7 separate regions of the Mus musculus genome follow, and all the other regions are linked to region 4. Evidence: chromatin contacts called from public Hi-C, HiChIP or PLAC-seq and promoter capture Hi-C data. All regions are on one chromosome and are shown on one strand. The core of a region is the stretch at or near the end of the contact, and the rest is flanking DNA. Distances in the headings are between cores, read along the strand shown. Region 1 overlaps Mapkapk3 (mitogen-activated protein kinase-activated protein kinase 3). Region 2 overlaps Mapkapk3 (mitogen-activated protein kinase-activated protein kinase 3). Region 3 holds the start of Hyal2 (hyaluronoglucosaminidase 2). Region 4 holds the start of Tex264 (testis expressed gene 264). Region 5 holds the start of Cacna2d2 (calcium channel, voltage-dependent, alpha 2/delta subunit 2). Region 6 holds the start of Gnat1 (guanine nucleotide binding protein, alpha transducing 1). Region 7 holds the start of Ifrd2 (interferon-related developmental regulator 2).

Region 1 (2,700 bases), core at 170-2,669, 590 kb before region 4:
AGATTTATTTATTTTTATTTATATGAGTACACTGAAGCTGTCTTCAGACACACCAGAAGAGGGCATCAGATCCCCATTACAGATAATTGTGAGCCGCTATGTGGTTGCTGGGAATTGAACTCAGAACCTCTGAAAGAGCAGTTGGTGCTCTTAACTGCTGAACCATCTCTCCAGCCCTTATTTTTATTTCTAGTGTAGTTTTATGTGTATTAGTGTTATGTATATGTGTATTTATCTGCATGTATGTCTATGCATGACTTGAGTGCCTGGTGGCCACTAAGCCCAGAAGAGAGCATTATCTTACTGGGAATCAGACCCCCTGCCTCTGGAAGAGCAGAGAGAGAGAGAGAGAGAGGAGAGAGAGAGAGATTTTCCTCTGTGAACATAGAGGTAGACATTAGGCAGCCCTCTGTGTGTGCGCTTGTAGGACTCCCAGTCTCCCTTGTCCCTATGAGGATCTGAGACCATTTTCTGACCTGTTGGATTGCTCCCGGGGTGCACCTAGCTTTTTTTAAGTTCCGGGAAACAGGGAGGAGGGTGTGAGTTTATCTCAGGGCAAGGCCTAGAGGAAGCCAGGACCTGTCAAGCAAACTTGGAAAGCCATTTCCACCCCTGGAACAGTAGGCCCCCAGTGCATTCAGTGTGTGCTCACGTGAACTCTGTGTGCTCTCAGTCCTTCCTTGAGACCTCCTGGAGAAAGAGTACTGTTGTTGTCTGCACTTTTCAGAGCTATAGGATGGCCTGCCAGTGGTGTGTAGGGAGATGAACTAGCCTTCAGTGTTCAGGTAGGTCCCTCCTGAACCTCTGTAGCCACAGCTGCTCTTCCCCCGCATGACCTGAGGCACTGGAACCCCGGTTCACCCCAACTAGCACTCATGTGCCCTCTCTTGCCTACGAGACCAGTTCTGTTCTCTTTTCCTGGCAACGTTTCTTCCCTTTCCCCAGGCCCACCAGATTTGGCCCTTTTGTCTTTATTTCTCGATTGTCTGGAGCTGGCAAAAAAGGAGACAAACTGAGACCATCAAAATGTAATACATTGGAGGAATCTGTTCTGAGACTTGCTGACATCCAAAAGCGCCTTGGCTCTGCCATCAGCTTCGCATCTTGGGGAGGTTGGGGTTTGGCGCTGTAGCTGCTCCTTTCTTCCCAGAACTCTGATGAGTCGTGGTCAGAGAGATCCCAACCTGCCAGGAATCCTGGCCTTGATCTAGAAGGGGAGCTGTCACAGGGAGCCCTCTGTGCTCCTGGGCTCCCTTGCAGTGGGGAGTCTTCCCCACCTTGCCTGCTCTGGCTCCTGAAAGAAGGTAGAAGAGACGGAACTGAGCGAATCCCCTCATCAAATGCTGCGGTGACTCATGAATAGACTCACTCCCCCCCCAACCCTTGAGGACAGAGTGTCTGTGACAGCATTCCCTGCCAAGGTTTTGGACTGATACCAAGGTAGGGCCAGGGAATGTTTGTGGCATCTGGGAATGGACAGGCCTTGGTAGGAAAAGAGCCGAATCTGGATCCCAGGGACTTCTCAGACTTGGAGATGGACTTTTACAAATCACATGACCTCGGGAAGCTACAAAACTGCTGAGCCACAGTCTCCTCAGCTGAGCATTATGGGTAACGGTACAGCTGTCAAAGGGCAAGAGCTAAAGGGTATAACGTACCTAGGACAGGGCATGGGATCTGCAAACACCTGCCACAGTTGACACATCTACTTAGCCTGGTCTGGACTCAGAAGTATGGAGCCTAGGTCTAGGAAGGGCTGGCTAGGCCTCCTCCCCCAGTTTATCTTTCCCTCATTGATGTTGTAGGAAGATTACCCACTCACCTTCACAGCTATAGGAAGAAGGTCTCTCTCTCTCTCTCTATGTATGTATGTATGTATGTATGTATGTACTTAGAATCCAACAGCTCTGGGTTCTCCCTCTCTCTCTCTTTCTATGTATGTATGTATGTATGTATGTATGTATGTATGTATGTATGTTTGTATGTATGCGTGTATGTACTTAGAATCCAACAGCTCTGGGTTCAAGGGTTGATTCATCATCTGGCTGTGTGACTTTGGGAAAGTCACTTAACCTCACAGAGAGACATCTTCTCCAGATACGGTGCACAAAGTGCGAGATGTATCAGCACAAGTATGGGCTGTGCACCAGGAAAGAACAGTTACTTTGAAAGGGGGGTGCTCACACTGACCCCAAACTGTCCTTCGCTAGACATCCATCTTGGGCCTGGACATTTGGAGGTCACTGGTATCATCTGAGCTGACCTCCCTGGAACTTTGCATCTGAGGAGGGGAAGGTAAATGACCAGGGTGTGACAGAGGACAAGATGTGGTCAGAACTTAATGAAGCACGGCCTGATCTGGAGCGAGGCCAACTAATCCATAGCTGCAAAATTGGTTCCATTAGCTCTCTTAATGAGCTACAAAAGCTGGGAAAATGAGTGCGAGAGAGTAATGGCACATGTCCGAGGCTCTAATTTGAAACTGTGGCTAAGAAGTTAGATTTGACATCATTACCAGCTCTTTAAATAGCATGGGTACTCTTGAGGATACGGCCTCCTCAGGGAGTGCCTGTGTGTGTGGGGGAACAGGAGAGGTGTGACGACTTTGGTTTCATTAGGTCCATGCTTAAAGAAACTCTTGTCAAGCCAGTGAGATGGCTCAGCAGACAAAATGCTTGCCACCAAGCCTGCTGGTCTTCA
Region 2 (2,700 bases), core at 198-2,697, 570 kb before region 4:
GCCAAGGAAACCACCCAAAATGCCCTCCAGACACCCTGCTACACTCCCTATTATGTGGGTGAGTCTTTTGCATGTGGCTTGCATCCCCATTGCTGTAGAATGCTATAGGATGGTTAGCCAGAGGGTTGTGGAAACCAAAGAGTTAAAGCCTGGTGAAGAGGGAGGAGGGAGCAGAGGGAGGAGGGAGCACTCTTGTCTGCATGGAGGCGGGTGATGGGGGGGGGGCTGGAGGCTGCAAAAATATTCTTCCAAACTTCAGCTTCTGCTTTTGAAAATAGATCCAGGAAAATTCTGGCTGTGGCCTGTGAGCTGAATGACGTCACAGCAGCTCTAAATATATATGTGATAAAAGGCTGCCATCAGCTCGGGACGGAGCCCAGCCGCAGTTGTTTTTCTCCGGTTTTCATCTTCATATTCAGAAAGTGGGCAGGCCTTTTCTCCTACATTAGAGGGATGCAGGGTACTAGTAACTGCCTTGTGGGAAAGGGTCCCTTGAGCCAGGAATTAGATGGGGCTAGGGGGCATCCACATACTTAATGATTCCTGGGAAAGCTCCTGGCAGGCTCCAGTACATCCTAAGGCCCCTGTAACAAGTGCCCCTGCCTTGAGAGTTGGGCAATGACTGACGTTTGTCCCTTTGGGAGAGCAATTAAGGGTACAAAGCTTCAGAAAGGCCCCTGTTTATCTAGAGTATTCTGCAATACTTTCATGATAAGTCCAGCCCGCTGAGCTCAATGCACTGACTGGAAGACTAAGGCCAATGGATGGGTATCCAAGCTGACTGGAACACAGAACCCTGTGATCCAGGCTGTGCGTTCAGGGAGACACAATGCTGAGAGACACAACACAGAACACGGCTGGCAGACTGGGATCCTCTTCAATGGCGAGGCCTCTCCAAACTTGGGGCTGGCCTTCTCCCTTCCTCTCTCTTACCAAGTTGAGACTGGCAGAGGGGCTGGAAGTAGCTAGGGGTTTGTCTGAAAGCAGCTTTTTTTTTTCTTTCTTTCTTTCTTTTTTTTTTTTTTCTGGTAGCTGTCTCTCCTCCCCCAACTTCACACACATGCTGCCTTCCCAGAAGGTGCCAGACACTAGTCTGCTCTGCCCTATCTCCCAGCCTGGGTACCTGTTCCTCACCTTACCCAGGCTTAAGATTTCTTCCTAGTCCCCAAGACCCTTGGGGCTAAGAGATTTCCTATGCCCTCGGCTTTGGTAGCTCCTGAGGTCCTGGGTCCAGAGAAGTATGACAAGTCCTGTGATATGTGGTCCCTGGGCGTCATCATGTACATCCTGTGAGTACCACTCCCCACCCCCCACCCCCGCAACCCTGCCTCAACCTTCTGCTTCTACCTTTCCATGAGCTATTTCAGCTTCTCACTCCCTGTGTCCCTAGGGAGGGACTTTTTTACGAGTCATCCCTTGGCCAGGTTGTCTTTTGTTTCCTGTGTTGTTAGATACAGGCCTTGAAACTGCCTGCGGGCTTCCTCATGTCAAGGCTGATGGCATTCCTGGGATGTGTTCAAGAGTCCACAGGGCTGGTATTATTGCTGTGGTGTCTGGAAGCCTGTCTCCCTAGTGAAAAGGAGAGAATGGCTCTGTTTGACCCTTGTGTGCCCAACCCTTGTGCCAAACGACCTCTTCTCTTTGCCAGTTTGTGTGGATTCCCACCCTTCTACTCCAACACCGGCCAGGCCATCTCTCCAGGAATGAAAAGAAGGATTCGCTTGGGCCAGTATAGCTTCCCTAACCCTGAATGGTTAGATGTCTCTGAGGATGGTTAGTAAGCTTCTCTACTCAACCTGGCCCCTTCAACCTTCATTCTGGGAGATATAATTTTTTGTTGTTTTATAAAATGGCGGTGGAAGTGGGTGGTGGACCCTGCCAAGGTGTCTCCCTGAACAATCAAACTATGTGGGGAAGGGGCAGGGGTGGAGGGGGAGAGAGAGAGAGAGAGAGAGAGAGAGAGAGAGAGAGAGAGAGAGAGAGGATGGAGAGAAAGAAGCCAAACAGAGCAAGGTTCATACCTGGCAGGTAGCTATTGCTGGGTAAATGTTGGGTGGAGCCTAGAGGAAATGCTAACACCTTTGGCAGTCAAACTGACTTGTGTTCAAATCCTCACTATTCAAACCTAGACAAGTCATCTGAACTTTTCAAAGTCTCAGTTTTTATATTTGTCAAGTGGGTTCAACATTTGTCTCCCCAGCCAGGAGGCAAAGAGGCTGGAGGATCTCTGTGAGTTCAAGGCCTTCCTGCTCCACAGAGCTAGTTCTAGGACAGCCAAGGATACACAAAGAAACCCCGTCTTGAAAAACAAACAAACAAAAACATAAAACCCCATAAATATCACCTTCCCAGGACCCCTTCCTTGTTTTGTTCATATTTTCCCTCCCAGGTAGCTCAAACAATTCGGCCTTGTATTATCTATTGTTGCTTAATGAATTATCCTGAGTACTTAGTGACCTTCAACGAGAAACACTTGTTAACTCACCATTTCTAATCATGAAGAATGTAGGTGCACGTATAGTCCTGTCTGACAGAGCTTGTGACTCATGTGGGGGAGTTGAGGGACTGTAACTCACTGATTCCTCTTTTCTGGGTCCCCAAGCCAAGCAGCTAATCCGCCTGCTCCTGAAGACAGATCCCACAGAGAGGCTAACGATCATGCAGTTTATGAACCATCCTTGGATCAATGTGAGCGTGGTC
Region 3 (2,700 bases), core at 145-2,644, 880 kb before region 4:
TCCTCCCAGTCAATGACTGCCAGCCCCCCAGGCTCCTGGGTCTGGATGTAGCGTTCCACAGATTCCTTCAGCATGGGCAGGTGTGCACAGAGGCTGCCGTTCTGAGGCACACCGCCATGCACAGATGTCCCGGCTGCATCAAAACGTGGATACAGGCCTAGACGGTCGTAGTAGAAGGTGGTGATATTCTGGTTGAAAAAACCCTCATTCGGTGTAGCCTTCACATCGAAGGCCCTAAGGTCCAGTGGCACTTTGTGGCGTGGGGCACATTCTTGTGTGGGCACGTTCCATGCTACCACAAAGGGTCGGCCAGTGAAGATGGGCGGCGCTGTGGGCTTAAGCTCCCCGGCCCATGCTACCTCCAGCACTAGGGCCAGTGTGATGATGGGACCTAGTCCTGCCCGCATGCTGGGGGCTACAGGAAGTGTTACCTGCCTGGTAGCAGCTCAGGAACTGAAGAAAGTGTGAGAGAGAACAAGTCAGTCTAGCAAATTCCAGAGATGTGTACGCACCTTCATCCCACATAAACTCCCCAAACCCATACTGTGCGGCACACCATGCTCCTGCTCAGATGGCCGAGGCTGTAACAGGTTTGGGAGATAGCAGGATGCTGATGGGTAGGCAAAAGACCTTAGGGAATTTACCGAAACCACAGAGCTCTTTCTAGAGCAGGGAGCTGCCCGTGGTTGGGCAAGAATCTCCTTTAGGTCCATGTCCTTTCTGAAAAAGGGACTGATTAGGCTACCGACTCACTGCTAGAGTCACTTACATGCCTGTATACCATACAGTAAATAGTTTTAAAACACTCTGAACACCCCATGTCCCCCACCCTCATTACGAACTCAGAATTGATTCTGAGAAGAGACAGCATTTGGGGCACAACGCATACAGAAGCTGGGAAGCTGTTAGGTACACTGCAGAGGAACTGGTATCTGTGCAATGTGCGCCAAGCAGAAGAGCAAGAACGTCAGGACTTAGTCTCGGGCACCGACACTCTTAGGATAGGAGGAGGCGCCCCGGGGACAAAGGGGCAGCGGACTTCCCACCGCGGTGCTCGCCGACCTGCCCTTCCCACCACAGCCACCAAGAATCTGTGTGAGCACTTCGCGACCGGCCCACACCCTCACCTCCCAGCACAAGGGGTCCCGGGTAAAGAGTATTCCACTCCGGTCTTTGTGCGGGACCCCGCCCCCGCCCCGCACGTGGGGCCAGAGTTCAGCCGGGTGGGGGTGGGGTTCCTGGGTCACTTATGAGGGCGCCCCTAGAGATTCAGAGCCCATCTCACAGGAAGAGAGTCACCAGGCTTGCGACGCCCGCCCTCACCTCGAACCAGGCGCCACCAGGACCCACGCCAGGGCCGCCGCCATCCTGGTACCAACCAAGCCCGATCCGGCCCTTCGCCCAAGCACTGCCCCAGCTCGAGCCTCTGTTGGCTCCGCCCCGAGGCCCGCGGGCCCTTTAAGAATCCTGCCTCGGAGGTGGGTGGATGGCAGAATTTACGGCCTCGTAGGGAGGGTGTGTTTCTCTTCCTTTTTGCCAGTGCTGCGTTTCGAGTTCGAGGACCCTTAGATCTTCTGTAGAGGAACATAGTTATGTATCTGAGATTGAATACCTCCTGGAATGGGGATTCCCGCTGGTTTTAGCCACCAGAGCTAACCAGCCTGAGATATTACCCCCACAATCTGTCGTCAGTGGAACAATCCACTCTTTGCAGCTGGCCTCTTAAAGGGATAGAACATTGGATGGGGCGGGCGCGAGCGGAATGAGGGGGTAGTGGTGGTAATGGCATTTGAAATAAAAGCTTATAGCTGAAGCCTTGACTGGGGGTAGCTGCGGATTCAATCCCACCTGTCTGAATATGGACTCTAGCAAAGTGGGCCCTTTGTCTAGTGTAAGAGATTTTGACACGAGTGGATCCAGAACCTCTTGGAACATTAATGACCCGCCTTCGCTGAGCCCAGGTTCCCTCCACTAGTCTGTCTGCGGTCAGAAGGAAGCCCCGCCTTTTGTTTTGCCCGTCTAGAGGAGGGGGCCTAGTACAGCTTCTGAGCCCTCCTTTGGCAAAGCAGACATAGTGGTTGTCCTGGTAACCAGGGGGGTGGGTCGCTGCCTTGCCAAAGGGATTGAAGTTCAGTCGGGCCAAAGGGGAAAGTGATCTAGCCACTTTCACCGGATCCACGCCAGGGCTTGCCAATTTACTGGATTCTCCCCGGACCAGTCTCTGCGACGAGGTGAAGGTGGGATGGTTGTCCATAGGGGTACCCACTCAACTCCAAATAAAGAGCAATTTGCCAAAGTTTCGGGCCTGACTTCGTAGAAAGGAGGCTTCAGTGTCTCCCTAGTACCCCGACTCCATATTCTGAACCTTTCTGCCTTGCAATCCCCTTCCAGTGAGGACTAGGTTTAGACCTGTACCCTCGCCTCTTAGATCTGCTCTCCAATGCACGACTCAAATCTCCGAAAGTCCGCTTCTGGCCGCCAGCCCCTTTCCCTACCGCAAGCTTGGAAGCTAGGGAGCGCCGCAGGAGTACACGCATTTATGGCAGTGCGGACTAGCTTTATGTACTACTCTGCGCTCACCTGAGTAGAGTCTCTCCAGCCAGGTTCCTTGCGCCAGCTGCTGCCCTCTGGGCAGTCTGCTGGGGATTTGATAAACCCCATTCCTTCCCACCCACTCCCTCCCGCCTCCCATCCCTGCTC
Region 4 (2,700 bases), core at 40-2,539:
GTCTCCTGACAGTCATTTCCTGACACAGGCTAATGAGTTTCAGAGAGACAGAATTAACATGTGCTCTGAACCTGGGCCATGTGCCCTTCGTGTCTCAAGAACCCTATCTAGTGTACAGCCCACCTGCCCGAAGCAGCCAATCATTACCATGTTTGATGTTCACGGTAAAATAGCTATAATGACTTTCCTGCCCTCTCTACTTTGAAGACTTTTGAGTAGCTAGCTGCTTTTTCTTACCAGCCTGTCTACAGCATTGGGACATTTGTCTTGTGGATGACATTCAAGATCACATGTTACCCCATGGCTGCTGGCTTTTTCCAAAGTCATCTTATATGCTCTTTGGGTGATCAACTTTCCATAAAGCAATCTTGTCAGAAGTACTAATATAGTCCTTGGCCCAGCCTGTCTGGCATCAAGATTTATAAACAGCCAAGTTTACAAGCATAGTGGCCTTCCTCACTTCCAGCATAGATCTGGGCGTCTCAGGAGGTGCCCTCAGTACAGTGCTTTGAGATTCATAGGTCATCAGATCCTAGCTCAAGATTGAACCTGTATTGAAGGAGCTTACCCTTGACTTGGGAGTTACCTAAGTTATATTAACTTAGTAGAAACTCCCAGCAACCACAGCCAGGGCTGTGAAGTAGAAGCTTTGAAAAGAGGTGTTCCCTGGAGTGAACTTCCGGAGGCCAAGGCTTTCATTTGGTTCACTCAGTGTTTCCATAATAAAGGTTGGATGGAGGGATGGTCGTCCCTATGCTCAGAGAATCCCTGATGGGTGGCTGAGTGAAGACACTTAAATTTGCATTCTCCAGAGATTGTTCAGAGCATCTTTTGTTTATCCATAGCTTCCTCAGCTGTTAAGACCTGAGCAAGCGGCCAGACTTGAGAAGGTTCTGAGGGAAGGTGGCGAGAGTAAGACTGGTTCAGTTAGTAAGAGGCCGACATTGCTGTGCGGATCCTCTCTAAAATGCACAAACACTATTCAGTCCCGCTTTGGCTTCCTGGGCTTCTGGAGCAGGCAAACAGGCTGACTTTCCCGGTGCTTGGAGCCCGCCTTCACCCCTGCGCCTTCCCTTCCCTCCCTGTCGGCCAGGATACCTTGGGGTATTGGTTGGTTGTTGCTTGATCACCTTCAGGAGTTCCCCTTCATTGGAAGCAGGAATGTGTGTTGTGGGCCCAACCCAGCTGGGGGGGGGGGAGGCGGCGGGGGAGGCGTGCATGTTACCAAGGAGACGGGGCGGGGCAGGCCTCCGCCCTCCAAATCTGGAGCGCACGCGCCCACAGCCACGGTCACGTCCCGCCGCGAAAGGGGCGGAGCGAGCGCGAGGGGCAAGCGCACACAGGCTCCACGACTGAGCCCCTATCTTCCTCCGGCGCCCGTCCGCGTCCGTGGGGCCGCCGCTGAGGTGAGGGCGGGGCCAGAGGCGAGGCGTTCCCGACGGGGTGTCTGCCGGGGCTCCCCCTCATCCCCTCCCGCCTGCTCCCCGCGGCCTGAGCCGCCCTCTGCCCCGCGTCTGACTCACTGCTGGCCCAGCCTGCTTCCCGGGCCTGAAAGCGACGGGGAGGCGGTCCTGACCTCTCGGCGCGGATCCTGCCTCGGTGCTGGGTGCGGGAACGTCCGGGGTCCGTGGGACTAGAGGGGAACGGGCGGGGCCCTCACCTTTCAGCAGCGCTGCCTGTGGCCGCGCGTCGCGTCGCCGCTCCAAACTTTAGCGTGTCTGAAGTTGCAGAGGTGCAGGAGGCCGTGAAGCGAGCCGGGGCGGCAGGAAGCCGACAGCACGAAGCGGCGACCCCAAGGCCCCCCGGCTGCTAGCACCCAAGTTCGCCGGCGCAGGTCCCTTTAAGGGCCCGGCCCTCCGCAGAGCGCACGTGAGCGGCCTCCGGAAGCCTGCGCCTAGTCCCTACTCCGACGCTTGCGGGCCAAGGAAGTCATCTCTACCCTGCACCTCTGACATTAGTGGAAACTGAGGCCCAAGAGAGGGCACACGCTGCCCAAGGTCAGCAGCAGGGGTTGCGTTGGCGCCAAGTGTGGTAGTCGGGCCCAGTGAAGATCATAGGCATGACGTTGTGAAGCTGGACTTGGCCTGACTCCCCCCCCCCCCCCGCGCGATCTGAGGGTGGGGTTGGCGCGTTTGTAGACGGGTCCCCGTTCTGTGGGCTTTCCCTGGAACAGGGTTACTCAGGGCCTGCTTTGCTCACTGCCTGTGTCTAGGGCTGGGATGACTGTTCCTTTCTGCCCCCCTAGCGCCGGAGTACTGGAGCCCTGCTGGACTGGATGCTATGAGTTGCTAAAAGTGAGCCTGACTTTTTCGGTGAGCCTTCCCATCCCCTGTCCTCGCCTTTCTCTATTGGGTGTGGGGAAATTTGCCTTACTTCTTCCTTGGCTGACCAAAGCTCTGGGGATGGGCAGAAACATAGCCCCCTTTTTCTGAACAGTTTGCGAAGTGGAAGGAAGAGACAGGTTGGGAGCTAAGTTCCCTTAAACAGAAGTGTGTGGCAGTGCTTGTCACTCCCAAGACAGGCTATGGCCTAGATATTGAGAGCTTCTAGCCTTGAGATAAGCGAGGGCCAAAAGATGAAGTGCCTTTTTGGAAACCAGAGGAGGGAAAAACTGTCAGTGAACGGCGGTTAGACTGTTGGGTTCCCATGGCCTGTGTTTTGGTCCAGGTGGCTCAGTGTAATACCTATGTGACCTTGGGC
Region 5 (2,700 bases), core at 155-2,654, 710 kb before region 4:
GCCCAAACCTAGGCCAGGACATTCGTGAAGGAGTCTGGGGACAGGTGGCTCCTTAAAGCTGAGGACAGGAAACAGAAGCACGGTGGTTGCCATGCCCCAAAGGGTGTCTGGACACTGACATATGGCTAAGGCACGGTGTCAAGAAACAGATGTTGTCCTAAAGGCCACATGCAGAATACCCACTCCTTATCCAGACACATCTGCCCGACTCTACCAGATCTTGGGGAAGGTGAAGAGGCTCAGACTGACCATAATAACCACTAGCAAGAGCTGGCAGAACCTGGAAATGCTATTACCCAGTTGGTAGCAGGAGCGACAGTGTCAGCATCAGGAGCAGGCAGGGGTCCTCCCTGTCATTCACCTTCTGACCCAACCCCAGCACCTTTACCTCCTTATTGAGCTATCCAGGGACGTCCCCTCAGGTGGGCGATCAAGAACAGGTGACATTGACCGAAGCAAGAAGGCGCTGGCACCCTCTGCATCCAGTATCGCTCCCCCCCCCCAAGGAAAAGGCCCAAGAAGACAGGTGTGGATGTAACCCCACGTCTGACTCTAAAGCGCCAGGTTCCCACCAGGGATAAAACACTGGGCAGATGCCTGGCTCCAAGTCTACCGGGCAGGGGTCGTTGGCCATTCTCTCGACCAACCTCAGGCTCCTCTATCACCGGACAGTGGCAGGAGTATAAACTGGCAGACTCGACCCCCACCCCATCCCTAAGCTTGAAGATGTTTTGCTCTGTCCCGTTGCAGGGGGTGGGGTGGGGGCGGTCTATGGGAAGCAGGGCACCGCAAGGAAGTTTCGCGACGCAGCCAGAAGCTCCGGGACCCTGGCTGCCAGCCCACGGGGGTTTGTAGCCGACACCCTCACTTGCAGCATGCCATGGGAACCAGAGCCCCCGCCCCGACACCCGGAGTGGAGAGTGGAGGGGCAGACGCGGGCTGAGGGGCGCAAGGGAGCGCGGGGCTCTGCGGGGTCCCGCGGCCGGCTGAGGCCACTTACGTGTGCTGCTGGGGGAAGCTGTAGGCAGAGGCGCCGGGGGCGGTGAGCAGCGGTAAAAGCAACAGAGGCGGCAGCAAGAGCAAGAGCGGGCGTGCGGGCCCGGACGCTGGGCCCCGGGGGTCAGGGCAGGGCCGGGGGCCGCGACCGGGCCAGGGGCGAGCGGTCCGCACCGGGCCGGGCCAAGAAGCGCCGCAGGTCCGAGCCGGCACCGCCATGTTTCCATTCAAGATGCGGCGCCGCGGGGAGGGAGGGGGGACGGCGGCGGCGGGATGGAGGTGGGGGGGCGCGGGCGGCGGGCGGAAAGCCGGCCTCTTCTCCACCTCCTTCTCCGCGCGGGGCCTCCGGGGCTGCACTGGCCGCAGCGCCTCTGCGGGCTGCGCGCAGCGATCTCCCCGCCGCGCTGGCTCCAAGCGCTTTGAGCGCCTGGCCCGGGACCTGCGCTCAAATAGCGGCCGCCGCCAACCTGCCGGCGCCGCCCTCCCCTGTCGCTCCCTCCCTCATTCCCTCCCTCCCTCTCCTTGGCCGGCCCGCCTCCGCGCGCCCCCGCCGCGGTCACGCGCCCGCCTGTGCCCGCGCGCCCCTCGTCCCCGTTCACCCCGGAGCCTGCCCTACTGGCTCGCGCAAACCGATCCGAATCCAAGCTCGCGAGTCCTGAGCCCCAGCCGTGGTCCCAGCGCCCAGTGCACGTCCCCGCCCCCACACCTCAGACCGGGGGACTCCTCTTGGCCCTGCGAGTGGGAACTCTCCCTAGGCAGTTGCACATATGACCCTTCTGGGACTCGACCTTCAACAGGCTTAAGGCCTGGAGTCACAGGTTTAAATGGTGGAATGGCAGGCTTCTGCAGACTACAGAGGAGAATGGCAGTCCTGTCACACCCACAGAAGAAGCTCCAGCTACCTCAAGATTTCTTTCTGTGGGGATCGGGGTGAGGGGGTTGGGGGCGTGGGGGGGGCAGCCCTTGGCAGAAAAACGGATCTTGGTTCTCCTAGTTCCTTGGAAGAGAGTCCAGCGGCACAGATGTGGGGACTGAAGGAAGCGGGATACCTCAGCTCTTGCTTTGCTCCACTTTACTGTCCAGACAACACGGGCCACGGAGCCCAAGCCTCCGCTCCCTGGACTTGCACAGCTTCGGGTCAGACTCGTCTAGAGGCAGGAAGCTCAGTCTAGCATAAACCACTCACTTTTGTCCTGGTGGGACCTGGCATCTTCCTGCTGTAGTTACAACAATGAGCTGTGTGTAACATTCAGCGTGTGGGCCACCTTCTCAGAGCCTTCCCTTTTCATAGGAATACCCCTGTAAGGCTGCAGTGCCATTTCCAGGATGCAGTGAGAAAGGGGTTGAATGTCTGGTAGCAGAAGCACTCACAGTTTCGAAGAGCATTCCAAGGACCTGCTCAGGTTGGCCCTTGAGCCCCACTTTGCCAGCCCCCAACGCTGACCCACAGTGGTGAGAATGCTCCCTGCCACCCTGCCACAGGACCCCCTTTGGCTGCCCACAGACTCTGCCAAACAAGACACTAAGGGCTTATTAACTGGTTGGTGGCTCAGTTCAGAGATGTCCAAGGACTCTCATCCCATGCCTGGGTAGGTCACCCAACATCTACTCACAACCGACTTTCCAGAGAGAGGAGAGAACAGTAGCCTCTGGGCCAAGGGGTACAGAAGTGATATAGACTCAGACAACCTTTCCTGACTTTCA
Region 6 (2,700 bases), core at 188-2,687, 990 kb before region 4:
TCTTTAGGGACAATTCTATGCTTGGAGCTTGGGACCCTAGCACCCCCTTGTAGTCTGTCACAGAGTTGAGTCTGGTTTAGGAAAAGAGGCTCTAGACCCATAGAGAGCCCAAGATGGGGTTTCCGGTTATATGGGCAGAAGCCATCTCTAGCACCTAGATGCTCCGCACAGCAGGCTCCATATGTCACCAACTGCTACACCTGAGCAGGTCTCCAAACCCTGGAATAGAGGCTGTCAGGTTAGAGTGGTACCCTATGCAGGTCCCACATTATGAGTAGACCAAGCAAAAGCAGAGCAAGTGAGACCCCACTCACTCTTCTGTACTCTGGGGAGCGCCAAGATCTTCACATCTGACAATAGGCTTGCCAAAGATACACTGAATGTAGCCACCTCTATGGTGATCTTTGTTGCATCTAAATGCACATGTACGCTTAGACAGTGTGCATGGGCTGGCACAGGCAAGCATGTATGCACACACAGGCACACAGGTGTGCATCTAAATGCTTAGGCAAGGGCACTGTGAATTCACACAAAGCCCTGCAAAATGAGCACACACACACACCCGTGCCTAGACGGAGAACAGGTAGAGCATGCTGGACTGAAGTACATGCCCAGCATGCGGGCATCCTAGACTTGATCCCCAGTATACACACACAGAGCACCACTGCACATCCACAGGCTGCACTCATCATCATTTAAACAGGTATGTAAGAGCACATGTACTTAACTACTAGCAGGTACACATACATGCAGGTATACAGGACTGGGTGTGTGCACTTAACTTCGCTCGATTCTAGTAAGGAACAGAAAGACACACATGGGCTGTGTATAGCAGACTCACCCATCTACCAGCAGAGGACATGTAGACACCATGTACAGGGTCACATTTAACCCTGAGTGGTAGGCAAATAGTCACCTATTCCCTCAGGGCTCCCAGGAGGCACAGTACCCTCTGGTCCAGAGACACCCCACTCTTCTAAGCCACTGCTAATTATGTGAGCCTCTTCTAATCGGTAAAATGGGGCTGAGATTCGGGCACCACCTTCCTCCAAGTTCATGTAAGCTTACAAGATAAGGAGAGGTGACCACAGCTGGGAAAACATTAGGCCCTCTGTGCCTACACCTCCTTCAGCACTCTCCTGCCAGCTCCCAGTCCCCCCACTCCCGGGACTAAAGGGTCTGTTCCCTCAATTCTGCCAAATAAATGTATATAGGACAGGAGTGGAAGAGGACTCTCTAGGATCTCATCTGGAGACCTGGAGGGGGGCAGAGGGGTGCCAAGTCAGCAGTTGAAGGATTGGGGCCTTGCCAGCCAGATTAAAATGCTAGGAGACTGAGCTTCACCTGTCCTTGTCTCTGATTGGCCCTCGGGCATCCCTAGCTCCCAAATCCCACCGAGCTACCCCACCAGGACCTGTGCAGGTCTGTGGAGAGCCAGTTGATTGTTGGCTTTGGGGCCAGAAGGTCGTCTGAGGAGGCCGGGGAGGCTGCCTACCCTGTCCCTTTGCCTGCTGCTGGGACCATGGGGGCTGGGGCCAGCGCTGAGGAGAAGCACTCCAGAGAGCTGGAGAAGAAGCTGAAAGAGGATGCTGAGAAGGATGCCCGCACTGTGAAACTGCTGCTTCTGGGTAGGGGTGTGGGCCAGCGATGGGGAGGGGACAGCTGCCGGGCAGTCAGGCTAGGCAAACAGCCTCTCCTTGAAGCAGGGATTCCTTAGACGGAGGAAGAATGACAGTGTGGTGGGAGCCATTCCCAGGCAAGGCCAGGTGATGATGTCATAGTCCCCAAGGCAAGGATCCCAAGATAATTTCTTGGGACCCTTTTTTTTAAAAAAAAGATTTATTTTATGTAGGTGAGTACACTGTCGCTCTCTTAGACACACCATAAGAGGGCATCGGATCCCATTAAAGATGGTTGTGAGCCATCATGTGGTTGCTGGGAATTGAACTCAGGACCTCTGGTAAAGCAGTCAGTGCTCTTAACCACTGAGCCATCTCTCCAGCCCCTGGGGACACTCTTCTCTGCAGAAGGGTATACCAAACACCATTGTATGAATGTGTGTGTTCAGGCACATTTTGCCCTCAGACTATAGCTGTGGGTTTTCCAGGCCTGCTCAGCAAGGTATTCTTGGCTTTTCTTTCTCTCTTGAGAATAAGGTCTGAGAATAACTCTAGGATCACCCAGGTCCACAAAGGCACTGGGTGCCAGAACTTGGTCATCAGTAGACCTGTGAGACAGCTTTTAAAAGTGGAAAGATGCCAGGCAGTGGTGGCGCAGGCCTTCAATCCCAGCACTGGGAGGCAAGAACAAGTGACTCTCTGAGTCTGAGGCTAGCCTGGTCTACAGAGTGAGTTCCAGAATAGCCAGGCTTACACAAAAGGAAAAAAGGAAGTGGAAAGATATTGAGGCCTACATGGGATAAATAAAGCCAACCTCATGATCCCGTGGGTATTGAGGGGACATGCGGGTACCATTGCTTAACCCCAAAGGGAAAGTTGCTGCTTTAGAAGGGCAGCCAGAGGTACTAAGCCAGAGCCCCAAGAGAAAGGCCAAAGCTAAGCCGGAAATCCCATTAATTGTATCCAACACCCTTAAGGAGTGCAGGCTCAGAAAGGATATCGGCTCTGTCCTCTCCCCCATCTAAGGATGCTAATTCCCTCTGAGTCTCTCAGAGACATCTCCCTAGTTTCAGGTGAAAAG
Region 7 (2,700 bases), core at 70-2,569, 900 kb before region 4:
GACACGATGGTGCCTCTGAGCCTTGGAAGACCAGAAGAAGCTCTTGACCGGGTGTCTGAAAAAGTAAACATAGGGACTCTCAAAGTGTCAGTAGGGCAGGAACAGAGAGACGGCCTGTGAGCTCTCTCCAGGGCTGAAGACTGGCCTTAAATAGGGCAGCTACTATGGTAGGCACCCTGGACAGGTTCTGACCCAGTAGGAGTCCTTACACCTTAGGGACCACTAACATTACTTGCTTGTAAAAAAACGTTCAGCCCACACGTTGATTTCTGTTCACCTCTTCTCTTACTATCCTACTTGTCAAAACTGCCCGGACGGTCTCATCTGCCGCACTGTATTGTGGTCCCTTTGGCTGCTGGGCCCTTGCGCCAGATTCTTTACCGTCTCAGAAGCTCCCCTCACAGGGCCTGCCATAATTCTAAGACCACTCTCGGTAAGTATATGCTTTCAGTACTAGTTCTTGTGGAACTGTCACCACCCTATTAAATGCCCCGAGACCCAAGCCACATTAAAGTGGCTGTCAGGTCAAAAATATGCTGGGCAGGCACTCTTTTTCAGCAGTTGTTTGTTTAATGCAACAGGTCATGCTTCTGGTTGAGTCTGATAAGAAGTCTCCAGGCTGCTTCGGTCTCTCTGGATGTCCTCCCGGTCTCTAGTCCAATTGACAGGGCCCCAATTCTCTACCTTTCCAATCACACTTCCCCGTTTTACAGAACAGACAAGGTCTCTCTGCTAATTTCCTTGTGCAGCCTACCAAATGCACTACTAGTATTTGGCAAAAGGGTTGGCTTCACGCTCTTTCTGGTGTGGTTTTCTACCCCAGTAGCGATGGGAAAACCTAGGTCCTTAATGCTGGTCAAGTCATCGTTGCGGCGCGGGATTTCGAAAAACAGCTGGCAATGTGCTCAAGTGAGGCGCACACGTGGCCAATGCCAGCTGGGGCACGTGCGAGCCTTAGCAGAGTTCTGGGAGGTCACGCTGGGCTGATCTGGGAAGATTCATCAACTCAGGTCCCTCAATGACATCGAAGGGGAATCACGGAACACCCCCGCTCACTACTGAACAAGTCTACTGGAGCCCCCGGACTCACCTCCTCCACGGCGCTGACCGCCCTTGCGGAGCGCATTGCCCTTCCGAGCACGAGGCATTCCTGGAACCGAGAATTGGGAACACGGGAATGGGGCGCGGGGTCAGGGACCCGGAGGGCGGGGACTCCAAACCAGCGAAACGCTGGCCCGTGTGCTGAGCTGAGACTGGCGAGGACGACAGGAGCCACACGCCGCGCGCGCCACCATCTTCGTGAGGCGCCCCGCCCTGTCAAATGGGTCGCTGGGAAGGTGAGTTCCCGGCCACCAAGTTCAGATCCACATACACGCGGCCGAAACTACTATCCCCAGGCATCAGCGTACACAGATTAGCACCGCCCAAGTTGTGCGCAGTGCACGACGGGAGTAGTAGTCCATTCCGGAGACACATAAGCCGACGCCGCTCTAGCTAAACTATGTACCCACAATGCCCTGCGTACCCACTTCGCCCCTCCTTCCCCTACCCCCGCCCGCGCGGTTCATAGTTAACTCAGTAGTTTCCTTTCTCACTAGAAGCGTCTGCAGGGCCTGATAACGAAGCACCTGCTTGGAGGCGCCAGGTTTGGCCCTAGATAGAATGGTGAGGACAAACTTCAAGTAATGAAAGAGTGACTTTATGGATAAAAATACAGATAATAGCTTAGCGTTTAACAGACCTTAGCTTAATTTTTTTTGGGGGGGATGTGTGTTGGGAGGCATGTAGGGGTTGTCTGAACCTAGATTTTACTTCTCTATAGATACGCTGGGGTATAGGAACAAAGTCCTAGGCTAGTCACCTTAAATGCCTGGAACTGACCCGGAAGCTTCTTTTTTTTTTTTTTTTTTTTTTCTGAGACAGGGTTTCTCTGTATAGCCCTGGCTGTCCTGGAACTCACTTTGTAGATCAGGCTGGCCTCGAACTCAGAAATCGGCCTGCCTCTGCCTCCCGAGTGCTGGGATTAAAGGCGTGCGCCACCATGCCCGGCTCCTCAGGAATTTCTATGGAAGTTGTATTGGTGGAAGTGGGATATGTACTTGGGAAAGTCCCATAAGCTAAACAAAGCATAAAGGGGAATTCCTCTAGGACTGGGAAAATGACAGCAGGGTCAAGTAGCAAAGGCAGGGACTCCTGACTCTATGTTGGGCTCAGGGTTTAGGCTCCAGGCAGGTAGGGCCAGCCCAACCCGAATAACAATGGCATCTGAAGGAATTCCAAGCTCCAAGACTGTCATCTGGCTGCAGATGTAGAAAGGCTTCCATTTGTCCTGGGTCTTTCCGGGCACATCGACCATGGCCATGACATCGCTGGTGACTGCAAGCCATGGCAGCCTTGGTCACATTGATCACATAGGGGCCTAAAGTGCCCACTAAGTAGTCATGGAGACGCCAGCACTTTTCCTACACAGAGAAAAGATAGGTCAAAGCTCCTTTTCTATGACTTGGCATGGCTTCTCCCCTATCTTGGGGCTCCAGCATGTGCACGATGAGGGGCAACGCTCACCTCAGAGCTAGAGAAGCTCAGGTCCCCCCAGAGTACCACTCCAGCTGTTCCCAGTGCGGCACTCACTCCAATAGTCTGCATCAGGTCGTCCTGCAGGCAGAGAACTGTTAAGCCCAAGCTTGACTGGCCAGATCC

What was found. Promoter capture Hi-C pulls out the DNA fragments that hold promoters and counts their contacts. Hi-C and Micro-C count contacts between places; a contact is called where the count stands out from the background. HiChIP or PLAC-seq counts read pairs in DNA pulled down with a chosen protein or histone mark.
Region 1: a contact with region 4 is called in a Hi-C map of the N1E-115 cell line, with 2.8 times the contacts expected there. The contact joins the enhancer-like site here to the promoter of Tex264 in region 4. A contact is called at or near these places in 15 of 39 promoter capture datasets (the 3T3-L1 cell line, the HPC-7 cell line, HPC-7-derived erythroid cells and 9 more), 41 of 484 Hi-C or Micro-C datasets (B cells, the Ba/F3 cell line, CD4 T cells and 26 more), 22 of 115 datasets of contacts at active chromatin or transcription factors (the 230-238 cell line, the NIH/3T3 cell line, acute myeloid leukemia and 15 more) and 3 of 9 other capture datasets (adipose tissue, embryonic stem cells and pancreatic islet).
Region 2: a contact with region 4 is called in an H3K4me3 HiChIP or PLAC-seq map of bone marrow-derived macrophages, with 5 times the contacts expected there. The contact joins the enhancer-like site here to the promoter of Tex264 in region 4. A contact is called at or near these places in 11 of 39 promoter capture datasets (3T3-L1-derived adipocytes, the C10 cell line, the HPC-7 cell line and 8 more), 1 of 15 datasets of contacts at CTCF or cohesin (large pre-B cells), 1 of 484 Hi-C or Micro-C datasets (B cells), 4 of 115 datasets of contacts at active chromatin or transcription factors (astrocytes, bone marrow-derived macrophages, fetal liver and 1 more) and 2 of 9 other capture datasets (adipose tissue and embryonic stem cells).
Region 3: an H3K4me3 HiChIP or PLAC-seq map of bone marrow-derived macrophages shows a contact between it and region 4, with 4 times the contacts expected there. The contact joins the promoter of Hyal2 here to the promoter of Tex264 in region 4. A contact is called at or near these places in 9 of 39 promoter capture datasets (the 3T3-L1 cell line, the C10 cell line, the HPC-7 cell line and 6 more), 1 of 484 Hi-C or Micro-C datasets (B cells) and 9 of 115 datasets of contacts at active chromatin or transcription factors (bone marrow-derived macrophages, embryonic hindbrain, embryonic stem cells and 6 more).
Region 5: a promoter capture Hi-C map of second pharyngeal arch cranial neural crest shows a contact between it and region 4. The contact joins the promoter of Cacna2d2 here to the promoter of Tex264 in region 4. A contact is called at or near these places in 8 of 39 promoter capture datasets (HPC-7-derived erythroid cells, cranial neural crest, frontonasal cranial neural crest and 5 more), 1 of 484 Hi-C or Micro-C datasets (embryonic stem cells) and 1 of 115 datasets of contacts at active chromatin or transcription factors (embryonic stem cells).
Region 6: a contact with region 4 is called in an H3K27ac HiChIP or PLAC-seq map of embryonic stem cells, with 2.9 times the contacts expected there. The contact joins the promoter of Gnat1 here to the promoter of Tex264 in region 4. A contact is called at or near these places in 1 of 39 promoter capture datasets (pre-B cells) and 3 of 115 datasets of contacts at active chromatin or transcription factors (bone marrow-derived macrophages, embryonic stem cells and pancreatic cancer cells).
Region 7: a contact with region 4 is called in an HNF4G HiChIP or PLAC-seq map of pancreatic cancer cells. The contact joins the promoter of Ifrd2 here to the promoter of Tex264 in region 4. A contact is called at or near these places in 3 of 115 datasets of contacts at active chromatin or transcription factors (bone marrow-derived macrophages, large pre-B cells and pancreatic cancer cells).

Annotation. Positions count from the first base shown.
Region 1 is chr9:107,274,605-107,277,304 of GRCm38.p6, reverse strand. The region is part of intron 2 of Mapkapk3 (mitogen-activated protein kinase-activated protein kinase 3); the gene reads left to right. Among named protein-coding and RNA genes, the nearest start is that of Mapkapk3, 14 kb to the left of the region's middle. Within about 2 kb of position 1,419, at least 4 of the 459 cell types and tissues checked have an H3K27ac peak or open chromatin away from gene starts, as enhancers often do. A contact at or near this core is called in the N1E-115 cell line, where this site is marked.
Region 2 is chr9:107,257,403-107,260,102 of GRCm38.p6, reverse strand. Mapkapk3 (mitogen-activated protein kinase-activated protein kinase 3) reads left to right here. Exons shown (of 11, transcript NM_178907.3): 6 at 1-58; 7 at 1,214-1,289; 8 at 1,649-1,773; 9 at 2,603-2,688. Among named protein-coding and RNA genes, the nearest start is that of Dock3, 27 kb to the right of the region's middle. Within about 2 kb of position 1,447, at least 38 of the 459 cell types and tissues checked have an H3K27ac peak or open chromatin away from gene starts, as enhancers often do. A contact at or near this core is called in bone marrow-derived macrophages and trophoblast stem cells, where this site is marked.
Region 3 is chr9:107,567,857-107,570,556 of GRCm38.p6, reverse strand. It overlaps Hyal2 (hyaluronoglucosaminidase 2), which reads right to left and starts at 1,394. Exons shown (of 4, transcript NM_010489.2): 1 at 1,324-1,394; 2 at 1-453. The coding sequence starts at 407.
Region 4 is chr9:106,684,541-106,687,240 of GRCm38.p6, reverse strand. Tex264 (testis expressed gene 264) reads left to right here and starts at 1,289. Exons shown (of 6, transcript NM_001081654.2): 1 at 1,289-1,406; 2 at 2,246-2,312.
Region 5 is chr9:107,398,584-107,401,283 of GRCm38.p6, reverse strand. Cacna2d2 (calcium channel, voltage-dependent, alpha 2/delta subunit 2) reads right to left here and starts at 1,404. Exons shown (of 38, transcript NM_001174049.1): 1 at 1,001-1,404. The coding sequence starts at 1,215.
Region 6 is chr9:107,678,371-107,681,070 of GRCm38.p6, reverse strand. It overlaps Gnat1 (guanine nucleotide binding protein, alpha transducing 1), which reads left to right and starts at 1,437. Exons shown (of 9, transcript NM_008140.3): 1 at 1,437-1,628. The coding sequence starts at 1,523.
Region 7 is chr9:107,586,337-107,589,036 of GRCm38.p6, reverse strand. It overlaps Ifrd2 (interferon-related developmental regulator 2), which reads right to left and starts at 1,319. Exons shown (of 12, transcript NM_025903.2): 1 at 1,091-1,319. The coding sequence starts at 1,148. It overlaps Hyal3 (hyaluronoglucosaminidase 3), which reads right to left. Exons shown (of 4, transcript NM_178020.3): 3 at 2,566-2,655; 4 at 1,678-2,462. The coding sequence ends at 2,211.